Linked DNA regions of Mus musculus: all the other regions are linked to region 2. The links are chromatin contacts, called in public Hi-C and promoter capture Hi-C maps. All regions are on one chromosome and are shown on one strand. Each heading gives the region's core, a stretch centred on a gene start, on an enhancer-like site or on the middle of the called end of the contact. The rest is flanking DNA. Distances are from core to core; before and after follow the strand shown. Region 1 has its middle 180 kb from the start of Gm36288. Region 2 holds the start of Fstl5 (follistatin-like 5). Region 3 has its middle 52 kb from the start of Gm36288.

What was found. Promoter capture Hi-C pulls out the DNA fragments that hold promoters and counts their contacts. Hi-C and Micro-C count contacts between places; a contact is called where the count stands out from the background.
Region 1: a contact with region 2 is called in a promoter capture Hi-C map of second pharyngeal arch cranial neural crest. The contact joins the enhancer-like site here to the promoter of Fstl5 in region 2. A contact is called at or near these places in 15 of 39 promoter capture datasets (the 3T3-L1 cell line, 3T3-L1-derived adipocytes, the C10 cell line and 9 more), 1 of 15 datasets of contacts at CTCF or cohesin (pro-B cells), 3 of 484 Hi-C or Micro-C datasets (embryonic fibroblasts, muscle stem cells and ventricular fibroblasts) and 2 of 9 other capture datasets (adipose tissue and liver).
Region 3: a Hi-C map of cerebellar granule neurons shows a contact between it and region 2, with 4 times the contacts expected there. The contact joins the enhancer-like site here to the promoter of Fstl5 in region 2. A contact is called at or near these places in 20 of 39 promoter capture datasets (the 3T3-L1 cell line, 3T3-L1-derived adipocytes, the C10 cell line and 13 more), 2 of 15 datasets of contacts at CTCF or cohesin (pro-B cells and stem cell-derived epiblast-like cells), 59 of 484 Hi-C or Micro-C datasets (the AML12 cell line, the AtT-20 cell line, B cells and 37 more), 5 of 115 datasets of contacts at active chromatin or transcription factors (PVALB interneurons, VIP interneurons, astrocytes and 1 more) and 3 of 9 other capture datasets (adipose tissue, liver and pancreatic islet).

Annotation. Positions count from the first base shown.
Region 1 is chr3:78,592,813-78,597,181 of GRCm38.p6, reverse strand. No RefSeq gene overlaps it. Among named protein-coding and RNA genes, the nearest start is that of Gm36288, 180 kb to the right of the region's middle. Within about 2 kb of position 2,346, at least 29 of the 459 cell types and tissues checked have an H3K27ac peak or open chromatin away from gene starts, as enhancers often do. A contact at or near this core is called in pro-B cells and second pharyngeal arch cranial neural crest, where this site is marked.
Region 2 is chr3:76,072,260-76,076,154 of GRCm38.p6, reverse strand. Fstl5 (follistatin-like 5) reads right to left here and starts at 1,594. Exons shown (of 16, transcript NM_178673.4): 1 at 1,181-1,594.
Region 3 is chr3:78,356,749-78,361,252 of GRCm38.p6, reverse strand. No RefSeq gene overlaps it. Among named protein-coding and RNA genes, the nearest start is that of Gm36288, 52 kb to the left of the region's middle. Within about 2 kb of position 3,077, at least 2 of the 459 cell types and tissues checked have an H3K27ac peak or open chromatin away from gene starts, as enhancers often do. A contact at or near this core is called in cerebellar granule neurons, where this site is marked.

The sequences.
Region 1 (4,369 bases), core at 1,097-3,596, 2.5 Mb before region 2:
GTCAGTAAGTGCTCTTACCCAGTCATTTCTTCTAGCCTTCGCTTAAGTTTTTGCTCCTTCTTAGAATTGGGAACAAAACACCCATGGAAGGAGTTACAGAGACAAAGTTTGGAGCTGAGACAAAAGGATGGACCATCTAGAGACTGCCATACCCGGGGATCCATCCCATAATCAGCCTCCAAACCCTGACACCATTGCATACACTAGCAAGATTTTGCTGTAAGGACCCTGATATAGCTGTTTCTTATGAGGCTATGCCAGGGCCTAGCAAACACAGAAGTGGATGCTCACAGTCAGCTATTGGATGGAACACAGGGCTCCCAATGGAGGAGCTAGAGAAAGTACCCAAGGAGCTAAAGGGATCTGCAACCCTATAGGTGGAACAACAATATGAACTAACCAGTACCCCCCGGAGATCGTATCTCTAGCTGCATATGTATCAGAAGATGGCCTAGTCGGCCATCAGTGAAAAGAGAGGCCCATTGGTCTTGCAAACTTTATATGCCTCAGTACAGGGGAACACCATTGCCAAGAAGTGGGAGTGGGTGGGTGGGTGGGGGTATGGGGGACTTTTGGGATAGAATTGGAAATGTAAATGAAGAAAATACCTAATTAAAAAAAAGAGCTCTGAGAAGTCTTAGGTAGGAGTTGCTTATTTCGCCCAACTGTAACCAGGAAATTTAAATGAAGGAATTCTCATAACACATTTGAGAAGCAATAATATATCATATGACTTCATGCTTTTTCCTTGTATTCTGAAAACCAGGAAAGCTTATATATAAAGATCACCAATCATATAACTGAGCCATTGAAATTAATTAGTAAACATGAATCAGTTAATTAGTATCGAAATGTAAATTAATAAATGAAGACAAATAACTACCTGGGAAATTTTTCCTTTCAGTAGATACAACTGTGATGTCTAGAAACAGAAGCTGTACATTTAATAAATGATCAGCAAGGTTTTATTAAATCCTCACATCATACATGGCGTTCAGCAAGTGGTACAGGGTCCTAGTCTCTTGGGCAGATGGCTTGACTTACAAAAAACAGCAATGCAGTAGCCCGTTCCTGTATAGCTCACGAGTCAGCACTGCAGTGCCTTGTACAATGCTTATGTTCCATAAACACTGACAGACATATAAAGAAACCTAATTGAATGATAATCCTGATAATGATGATGACAAGGACCATACACTGAACATTTTCTTTCTGGCAGAAATTAGGGCATTTCATATTGATTATTTTACAACTTTTGAACAATTCTGACAGATAAATTAACAACTGATATTTATGTTAACACACACTCTGCATAGTATAGTAATGGTATTGTAAACTCCTTTGTCTTTGCTCGAGGGCGAGGTGAACTAGGTAAAAGAGTTACGAAATGTGTTCAGGGATGGCCATTGTGCTGAAGTACAGAGATAGAACAGTCAGTGGCTTGTACAAAAATCAAAGGAAGTCAATGGTAAAATTGTAAAAGATGTCCGGAATTATGTGTCTATGAACCTACTGCCCTGTATTTCACGTGCTGTGGGCCGTTCATTTCCATGAGATGAGAGTCTTTTTCATGTTATATCGATCTTAGGGTTTTGTTTTTCGTTTTGTGTTTTGAGTGTATGTCATTTATGATGACCATGGCTTGATTATGACTGCAGGGAGGAAGGTTCATATTCCTCTATCATACAAGAGAAGATAGGAGTGTGACATTAGCCACACTCAGAGAGAGAGAGAGAAAAAATATATACTGCACCAACTCTTTTCAAATTTGAACAAAATGTTCTTTTCCTGTCAAAAGCCCCTGCTCCTAACAGAAGTAAATGGGCTCTGAGCTGCTGAAGTCACTATCTCTGCCCTGTTCTCAGCCGCTGCTTTTATGTTGGAAAAATGGAAGGAAAAGAAGACTGCGCCAGAAAAGTCGCTGTTGGTCTCTCTGGTTTTCAAATATGGCCAAAGTGAGGTAAGCGAAGTAGGGTTGCATTCTGTGAAGATGTGACAAATTATAACCGGGAGTGAGAGAGCCCTCCAGGGAGGTGTGCAGTGAAGTTGTCAACACTCTTTAAGAGGCCCAGCTGGAGGCTGCATAGACCCTGTGATCTCTGGCCTCCGATTGCCTTTTTTTTCCCTCCTTCCTTCCTGAAGCACTAACATCAACCACAGGTGGTAAGTGACAGCCAATTATGTTCTCACTTTCAAAATTAATAGCATTAAGCAGCCAGAGAGTCTCACAGCCTTGGCCTGTGTCTGTTAACTATTAGGTCATTGCGGAGCTCAGCCTTTCCCACCAGGAACACATTAAATTTGGCTGTCCTCAGGGTGGGGTACCTGGAGAGTCAGCACCCGCTGTGTGAAGAGTTCTTTTGCTGGGGTCATCTGCTTCCCAGGCCCGCTGGGGCTTCTGAGAATGGGCACAGGCCCATGTAACTACTGGCACACAGCTGTGCTCACTTTCTTTGTTTCTGCCTTGGGATTCCAGAGACCGAAAGCGTAAATAGTATATTTAATTGGCTACAGGATCCCTGATGCCCAAAGGTATTTTACTTAATAAAATTGAAATATTTGTCTACAGCTTTAAATTTACATGGCAGTCAATCTTCCTACTTCTCGCAGCTGTTGACGGAGGACCTGCACACGATTTCAAGACAGGGATTTGCAAGTGTGTTAGGATTACTGCAGTAAGTTTCTGATGAGCAGTGGTCCCAAGGCTCTGCCAGATCTGAGCCTGCCCATACTGAACACTTAAGGCAGAGTCAGTGTCCTGGGTTATGTATTTTTAGAACGCTGCACAATTCCCACTTTCGTGTTATATAAATTCCACGTAACGCAGGAAGTCCGCAGCAGCATGTGGAGGATAAGAGTCATCATTTGGCTGCGATAACTTTTCCTTATATTTTCTCTTCTTTAATTAAAAAAAAAATACAGTTCTGTAACTGTCAGGAGGAATTCTACTTTTTAGAAAACTGGCACTGAAGATGAAACCGTGAGTCCCATGCATGCTAGGTAAGTATCTATGACTAAGCTACATAACCGTATATATTATTTATTTAATTTTTTCATATTGTAATATAATTGCATAATTTGCTCTTCACTTTTCTACTTCCAAACCCTCCTATACACCCTTGCTTGGTCTTTTTCAACTTTGTGCCTACTTTTTCATTAATTGTTACATATATATGCATAATGTATCTAGGAATTTACATATACATATTACATATGTATATGTAAATTCCCAAATACATGAACACACCCCGTACCGTCTGTATAATGTTACTTGTGTGTATGTTCTCAGGCCTGACCATTTGGTGTTGAGTAGCTAATTGGTGTGCTCCTCCCTGGGGAAGACTGTCTCTCCTGCTTTTCAGCATTCTTTAGTGGCCTGTGGTTCTTTGTGTAGGGCTGAGACCCAGTGGTCTCGTCCTCATCTGCTTTAGCATGTCTATTGTGGTCCTTGTTCAGATCCTGTATAGGCAGTCATGTCGGAGAGACTTTAGGGACATATTTCTAGGACATATTTACTAGGAGACATGGCATCAGAATAAGTTCTCTGCTCTCTGATCCTCTGGCTCTTAGTAATCTGTCTGTCCCTCTTCAGCAATGTTGGTTGAACCTGAGGTGCAGGACTTGTGCTATAGATGTATCCATTGGGACTTGGCTCCACAATTCTGCATTTCAGTTGCTTGTGGTTTTCAGTAATGGTTTTGGTCTGTTGCCAAGAGACTTATGTTTTGATCAGGGCTGAGGACTACACTTATTTGTGGTTATAAAGACAAATATTTAGAAAATAGTTAGGGATTATGGTAGTTTAGTAAAGTGGCACTTGCAGGTTCTCTTCCAAGATATATGACCCACAGCCAGCTTTTAAGTATTATCTTTTTGGTACGTAAAAATAATAGTCTTTTTCTGAGAAAGGACTTATTCCTTGTGGAAAAATCATTCAATATTCTTGGATAATTTAAAGGACATAGTTTATTCTGTGGAAAAATTCTTTTATATTCTAGTTTTTAGTGTGTTTATGTTCATTGATGAGGGGTTCTCAAGTCACTTGTCATTAAGGTTGTAGAGCACAATCGTCATTCAGTAGATTTCTGAGAACCTCCATGTTCCTACACAGTGTTCCATTGTTTGCTTTTGTGTGAAGAATTTGGCCTTCGTGCCTGGTCTGATTGATCTGAGCTCATCTCATTTCTTACTTCTCAATTACAGCCCAGCTGAGCTCTTCTTCCTCCTCCTCTTCTTGTCCTTGTCCTCTCCCTCTTCCTCTTCCTCTTTCTCTTCCCCTTCCTCCTTCTGCTCCTCTTCCTTCTCCTCCTCCCTCCTCTGGAGTTAAACAGATAGATGCTGTGTCAGGAGCATAGTGAACAGGTGATTT
Region 2 (3,895 bases), core at 345-2,844:
AAGTAGGAAGCAGCACTACAGCTCACCTATTCCGATTAACACAAGAATTGTAATGAAACAAGCTTTGACTTTTTCTAGGCACTCTTTCTCCTCCATCTAATGTCACTGAATGCCATGAATGGAGAATCACACCATTTCCCAGACATATCTCATCTGTTTAATACATGTGTGAACAATAGCACTATCTATGGGAACACCAAGTAACTTCCACCATTTAGTGTTTGCTCACTATGAGCAGTCTTGTATGGTGTTTATCCATACCAAGTTCTCCTTTCAAAACACACTCAGATCACACTGCCAAATGACAAAAGGAACATAGCTTCACGTGAAACCTTTTAAGTCAAAAACGTTCTCTGTTAAGCATGCAAGAGGTTAAAGGTTGATGAAATAGCAAGACATCTTCTCAACCCAAGCTTACCTGCCTCACTCAATCACCTAAGCAGTCAACACTATAATGTAAGCTGATACTATATTATTAAATCAGAGTATCTCATTTGCATTCACCTCTGACCTGACGGGCTGGGGAGAGATGACATCTACTAGGAAATAGCAGAACAAGCAGTCCCCAACTTGGAAATTCACAGGACCTTGGGTGTGAAATCCTCACAGACTGAGTTTCACTAGTTTTATTTGCACCCGCTGCACAACAACATATGTAAATGAAGCCAGCCTGGCAGAAATAGCCCTATCCCTTCCGTCTCCCCTCCAAACCATGTTAACAAGCTCAGCACTTTGCAATTCATGTTTCAGACACACAAAATATTATTTATTATGCAAACAGTAGGTCATTCAAATATGCTTTTAAATTAAATGCATTTTAAAGAACTTGGAAATTTTTATCACATCCATACACATATTTGTGGGCTTGATATTGAACAGTTACAAACCCAAGCCACACTACAAGTATTCATCTAAAATATTTACACTGATAAAGCAAGATGTATCATGACATTAAGTTCACAAAAACAGACAGCTCTCAACTTCCTTAACACTTTAATAATCGTGGTCTTCAGTATTATTAGAAGAGCATCTCTATTGTATCAAATTATTAATTTTTATAATTATTTCCAAAGTCCTGTCTCAAATTATAGAAATAAAAATAACTTATTTTTAAATTTTTTCACGGCTGCCTGCATTTCTCACCCACTTGCAATCATTTATAACAATATTCTATTCTTACCTTATTTGAAGTAAAAAACAAAAAAGTCCTCCAAAAAGATTTCTAAATGATGTGAAAATATGAGTCACAGTGTAAAAAAGAAAAAAGAAAAATAATAACGATGAAAAGATCCTCTTAGGTTGGAAAAAAAATCCAAATACTTTGAGTTAGAACTACAGAATCTCCAAAGTCACGCCTGAGTGGGCGCCCAGATTGCAAACATAGGAGTCTCTCCCACGTCCGAGTCGCACTCCTTTGTCAAGTTAAATTGGGTCCTGTGGTGAAGCGGGTCCCACTGGGCACATAGGGTTCCAGTGGGCGTTGCCTCCAGGTGCCCAAGCAGGCGATCCCTTACACCCGGGGTTCAGCACCGACACTCTGTGGACAGCACCAGCTCCGCTCACGTCCAGTTTGTCTCAGTCACTGAACCAGGATGATTCTCGCGCCTCCTCCCTCCGCAAAAGCCAGGCTGCCCGTCAACCCCGGTGTGCCCCGCCCCCACATCTGACGTAACTGTTTTGCATATTAACTCTCCAGGAGGTGAGGGGCGGCCCCTTGGCTGGGCTTCTGATGGGTTCAGCTACCGCAATCCAGAGGACCAGACTCAAGATTAAAATCAGCATTTGGGCATTGGTCGGACTTTATGCTCCATTCGCGGAGCCCAGCAGAAACTATAAAGGCTGCGGCGGTGTCTGCGCCTCCTCCTTCGCTGGGACCGCGGATCCCGGGACTCTGCGACCTCACAGCCCGCTAGGGAGACCAGGCTTCCTAGTATGGGACTGTGAGGTAAAGAACTGCGCACCAAGAAGTCATCCAGTCCTGTCTCATGCATCAGACCCTTTAATCTTCCAGACCAAACTTTCTCTCTCATTTGGTTGTGGGTGGGTACCTGATTCAGACTTCTGCTCCTATATGGGGCTCTTGGAGTGAGGCCCTGCTGCAGAAACTTGACTGGAAAAGAATTAAAAATATCTGAGCGCAGGAAGGGTATTTGAAAGCTTGTAATGCTTGCCACCTCTCCGAAACAGGATTTTTTTTTTTTTTTTTTTGCCATGTGACTGTTTAGTTTATGATAAGCTTCATAGAATTGGAGATGGCAGGATTTTAGAAGCTCATATTAATAATGCTTTGTTTGAAAGTTCTCAGCTTCAACTCTCATCGCCAAACCAAGAAGCTTGTACAGTTTTTATTATGTCCGATACATCACTTGTTCTATGAAAGATGGAACAGGCTGGAAGCAGTGTCACAGCTTTTAGCAGTTCTCTCAGTGTGTATGATCTTCCTTGTCCCAGGATGCTACAAAAAGGACTTTGACAAAGGAAGAGGCCCAGACAGGTCACATCCACAGTGATCTCTGACTTGTGAAGGAAACAAAAACCAAAAAAAACAAAAACAAAAAAAAACAAAAACAAAAACAAAAAACAACCCACCAAAAACAAACAAAAAAACCACTCCAGGTACAGCCCCATACCTTCCACACAAACTTCCTACACCTAGTGTTAATTGAACAGAAAGTAGTATATAAAACTAAGCCCACGATTTTTAATTACATAAAGCTTTTTCATAAAATGTGTATCATTTTTTTTAAAAAACACCTACTATTAAATGTGCTATTTTCCACAGGATTACACGAGTTCTTCATCGTTTTCCAGGAATCTAAGCAAACTTCTCACTGGGACCACTCCTGTGTTCCCAGCAACGTTAATTAGATGATCAACTTGGGTTTCCTGGGAAAGCATCTTTAACAAACAAAGACAATAATTCTCAGATGCAGAGCAATCTGCCATGCTTTGGTCTCCTCTGGCGACTACCAACTTTATGTTAATATATAAATGGCAAATGTTATTTTGAGCTGCTCATTATGTGGACACACATGCGCGTGCGCGTAGATTTATTGTTTCTGTTCCTGGTGCACTTTTAATGACAGTTTTAGAAACCATGGCAGGAAATGAAAGGTAATTCATGGGAGCAGGTGGGTATTGTCAATTACAATTACAACAAAGCCAGTTGAATAGCCTGCCCTTAGGCTGGCGGTGGAAAGAGAAATAACCCAGGCATTGCTTTGATGTCCTCATGCTATGCCGTCAGAGAAGATTTGATAGTTTACTGCAGAAATACATAAGACATTTTTATATAGTCTTGTAAGAATGCAAGAAAACCTATGGCAATTATTTAATCAGCGTTAATTTTCAGTTCACTCCAGTAATAAGACATTAAGGGTAGGAATCCAAATGAGGCAATCATACAATTATTCAAAGTCTAAAAAGGGTGGACTGGGAAGCTTCCAAATACAAAGGTGGGATGCTAATTGTTTTCTCATCATCTCTAAAAAGAACAGAAGAGAGCAAAGGAGAGAGAAATGAGAGAAAGAGCAATAGGAAGTAGAGCAATTCTGACAGACATGCCCAGAAACACATACACCAAACAGGCATCATGGGCTCTAATGCATCCTCCACTGGAGTAGCCAGGGTTGGGGGGCGGGGGAGGGGGAGGGGGCGGGGGAGGGGGCGGAGGGGGGCGGGGGAGGGGGAGGGGGAGGGGGCGGAGGGGGGTAGGGGAGGGGGCGGAGGGGGGGGCGGGGGAAGGGGGCGGTGTTTGTTTACATTCTTTAATGTCCTAATGAAATATGGTGACTTTCAAATTATTCTGACCCCTTTGTGACTTCCTGTATTTGTATGATTTGAATTTTGTGACATATCTGGGGTTTTGTTGTTGTTGTTGTTGACATAGAATATA
Region 3 (4,504 bases), core at 1,828-4,327, 2.3 Mb before region 2:
TATTCCAGACTGTATGAAGAACCCAGAGGGACAAAAGTGGACCCGGGAATGAAATGCAACTTTCTTTAGAGATAGGTGAAGGTGTGCTAGTCCCACCCCATCCTGGTAGAAGGATGAGGTGTGGTTTTCCCTGACTCTAAGTCAATTGCTTAGGTTCCCAGAAGGGCATTTAGGACCTTTGCTCATTTTGTGTACAGTATCTCAGTAGCTTAAAAGAGGACTCCAGTTATGTGGCAGAAGAGAGTGAAGGAAGTCACAGTTGATGGAGAGAGAGAGGATTACTTGGGCATAAAGAGAGTTCCACGGGTTAAAGGAAGCAATAGCAAGTGACTTCAAGGGCAAAATGATTTAAATGTGGCAGGAACAACAGTTTTATGAGAATACAGCAATGCCACTGGGGCAGAGGAAGGGTGGGCATATTTTTTCAGACTTTATTTCCTTCCTATCAGCTCCCTATTTACACAGTTAGAGATCCCAGCCAGCCAGTCAGATGCTCCACTCCTAAGCCCCTGTCATTCTCTCCAGTGATTTCCAGGCTGATGTTAGGGGAAAGGCAAAGTTGAAATGGTGATTATGGTTGACAGATGCTTGACACTTCAGGTGGAGTACTGTGATTCTACCTCTCATTGACTGAAGGGAATCAAAGGATTTCCCATTGTCCTAGAGACTAGAGACAGACTAGAAATAAGGGGTTAAGAGTTCATTTTTATTTGCAATACAGCTACTCACAAGTCCTGCATGAAAAAGCAATCCAGTTCTTTTTTTTTTTTTTTTTTGACCCTTGTAATTCCTCCTTTCAGTGTAATTGGTACAGCCTTTTCTTGACATTCATTAATTCATATTTATTCCTGGTAATAAGGGATTAAAGGTCTCCAACCACAGTTAATTAAAGTCATATAAATATCCAGGTAAGATGCATGTAGCCAAAATTAACCCTGGAGATCACCATCAATAGCGAGTAGTTAACTCCTTTCTAGTTTTGACTTTTAATTATAGCAACCTAAGAATATTCTCAGTTATCATCTTTAGATGTGAGCTTAATTCTGAAAATGACTCTGACTTTTGACTTGGGAAGCGCCAGACTCATGAATGTGAAAATATTGCGGTTGACTCCAAGCTGGAAACATGCTTCCCCATCTCTCCTATCTAACTCTTCCTTCCACCTTGTTGATGAGCTTCACCTCCGCTCTCGGATGTATTTCCTTCATCTCCTCTGGTCTCACTGTGTTTACTTTCCCAACAGCTGTTCTTTCGACTTCTTCCTGTCATCCATTCTCTAAACGTGTCTAACTCAGGAGGATTGGATTGCAGGGAGCTCCTGTCAGTGCTGAAGGACTGGCTGACTTCCAGGATGGTCTCGTTGGTAAACTTGTCGGACCATTACATGCTGATTATGGGTTATTGATGATGCCCGTGAAACTGCTTAGGAGACCAGATGTAGCATCTCTGAACTGCCAAAGCCTGGCAGCTGGTTAGGATCCCGCACACCCCCTGAGCTCCTTTGCACCATGTGACCACTTAAGTGAGACCTGCTTGATCTTCAGCAGGAGGACACACAGTCCTTGGCTGAGTTTCTTATCAGGCTCCAGGTACTTTGTTGCACCTACATAAAAATTACGGTAAGTCTGTGTATTCATTAGTGCTTTTTATCTTGCTATAATATAAAAATGTGCATTTTAAATTTTCTTTTTTTTTTGAGGATGCATTTGTTACATTTATGTGTGTGTATATGTGTGTATGCACATATGGTGGTCAGAGGTTAATGTTGGGTATCTTCCTGTAAGGGTCTCCACCTTATTTTTTTATGCCAGGGTCTCTCACTGGATCCAGGGTTCATGGATTTTACTAGACTGGCTAGATAGTGAGCTCATGCGTCCTTTTGCCTCTGCCTCCCAGACCTGGATTGCAGATGCACACCATTGTTCCCACCATTTTATGTGGGTGCTGCGGATCTGAACCCAGGTACCCTGTAGGTATAGCAAGCACTTTACCAACTGATCTGTCTCCAGGCCGATAAAGATATTACTTTATAAGTAAATTATTAAAGTTTAATGTCATCTTAGTAAAAGGTTACGGTTTTAAATCCTTGAGTGTTGGTGCTTGATGGTGGGGTTTTATGAATTAAGCATGGTGTTATGTTTAGTAGATTTGATTTAGTCCCAAAATGCCACACAAATTATAATCACAAATCTTCTCATTTTAGTGAGATATTCTTTGAAATTTTAATCTATTTTTTATTTTGACTTCCATCTTATAGTAATGTTTGAGGCAGTTATCATTTGTACCTAAAGCTGGGCACTGGCACAATCTTGCCTAGGCCAGTCAAGGGCTGGGATCACAATTATGAGCTCCCACACCCACATCTGACTTAATTCTAAGAGTGTTGTAATTCCAAAGTCCTTGGGTATACAAACGCTGTGTATGTGGTTCTATTATCAAAATACTTACCATGAGCTATTTGTAGTGTTCAGTGCTTTACCAGTAGAATTCAGCACTAAGTTTACATCTGAAATTGATGATTCTGACTATTTAAGGATTAATACATGAGCAGAGAAATACTTACTTTTCAACCTCTACTTAGCATGCGTGCTTGTCCTGTATTGTATCAGCTAGGACAACCAGTAAGACTCCAAGACTTCAGGAATGCAGTGCCTCTGAACCACAAATCTAGGTGGTGTTTGCAGTAAATCATCTCCTGACCACTAGATGGGGCTGTGAAACCTTTTGCTTCATTAACAGTTCTTGTAAACATTTGCTTTCCTTGAAGAGAAAAAAAAAATCATCCACATTTCTAAGGAGACTATTTTTCCCTTCTATTTTAAGCCCATCTTCTATTGATGGGTGAAAATGCCCCATATTCTCTGTATAATGACAAAACACCATTACAGTAATGATGTGAAAATGTGATCATTATATTGTGTCCTAGGAAGGAAATAGATATGTTGCCAAGGTCACCTTACACTTAATTCAGACTCACCACTAATGACAATTGTCCATCAGGGCGACATGCTCACATATTTTGCTTCCTTTCTTTTCCCCTTCATTGGTCCAAGACTCACTTATTAACTTCATCTGTTTGGACTGTAGCACATAGCTTATGTCTAGGACTTAGGAGGCTATGGCAGTGTGATTTTATTTGGAGCGAGTCTATAAACCACTAATAGCATGGCAAGTACAAATAATAATTTTTCTTCTCATTTTCTAGTTCCCATGAAGACTCTGACAGTATGCTAGTCCCTGTGACTCTGGAAGAATTCCACCTGAACAGTGATTGTATGTGCAGGGCTGAGAAGGATTGCACTATTATGATACTAAGTGCTCACCTTTACCTTTCTTTTAGAGGAAAAGTTATTTCAGTCTAATTTAGTAGCAATTATTTCACTATTTTAGCTTTAGCCTTAAATTTAATAAGCGAAAAAAAATCAATTTTCCCAAATATTTTATTTTACTCACCTGCAGAGAGCTATTTCTACTATCTACTCTAATATTAGCCATTCAATAAGTAATTATTAGATGTATTAAAGATTCATGAATTATTGAGAATGCAATATAACCTCATTTGTTTCATATGATTGCCCAGGATCTACTGTATTAAAATATCACAAAACCTCAAAATAATTACATTTAAAATTTCATGTACCCTATTCTTTGAAAATGTATTTCAGAAGCTGTCATTGTAATTTAAACTTTTAAATTGTGTGGGGTTCAGCTCACAATGTGTAATTGAATAAAAATGTTCTTATGTATAAAATAATAAATGAAAAAAAATTAAAGATTATGCCCTTCCTACATGGACAAAGATAAAATAAGAGAGTCATCGTGGATTGGAGTCATTTTAAATAATTAAAAAAAACATTTTCAGACAACATTGCAAAATAAAGAGAAGAATTTTAGTTAATGTTGGGAACCATTGGTGAAGAAAGGATAGTTGGAAGAATTTATATTTTAAACTAGACGCTTTGGTAAAGCAAGACTTCTAGCTTTTATAATGAGACAGTACTGGCAAACCACAGATAATGAATCGCTCATTAATCTTTGTTGGCATTCAAGCCAACAATACAAATACAGTAGCTAGAATGGGTCAGTTTGACTTTGTGGAGTAAACATCACCTCCATTTCCCTCCAGTCAGTAAAGACTTTCAAAGAAACAGGATAATACCTAGGCTAACAGAGAGGAAACACATTCAGTATGCATGCTTCATTTGTAGAATGAAATTAGCACATTTCCTTGATTTTTTTTTTTTTGGCAACAAGAAAAATTCACAACAGAAAAGTCAGAAAATGCAAAAATTACAACTGAGTAAGTGATAATTACTCAAAATCTCATCACTCAGCAAAAACAGCTAAGAGGTGGGATATATGTGACTTTATATTTTAGAACTGTAAATACTAACTATAACTTGATTTTTCACTTTCTCCTGACATCTTGTTCTGTATGGAACAAAGAACTACAACAGTCATATTTTACAGTATTGAATGAATGAGTTTATTAACTATAGAGCAA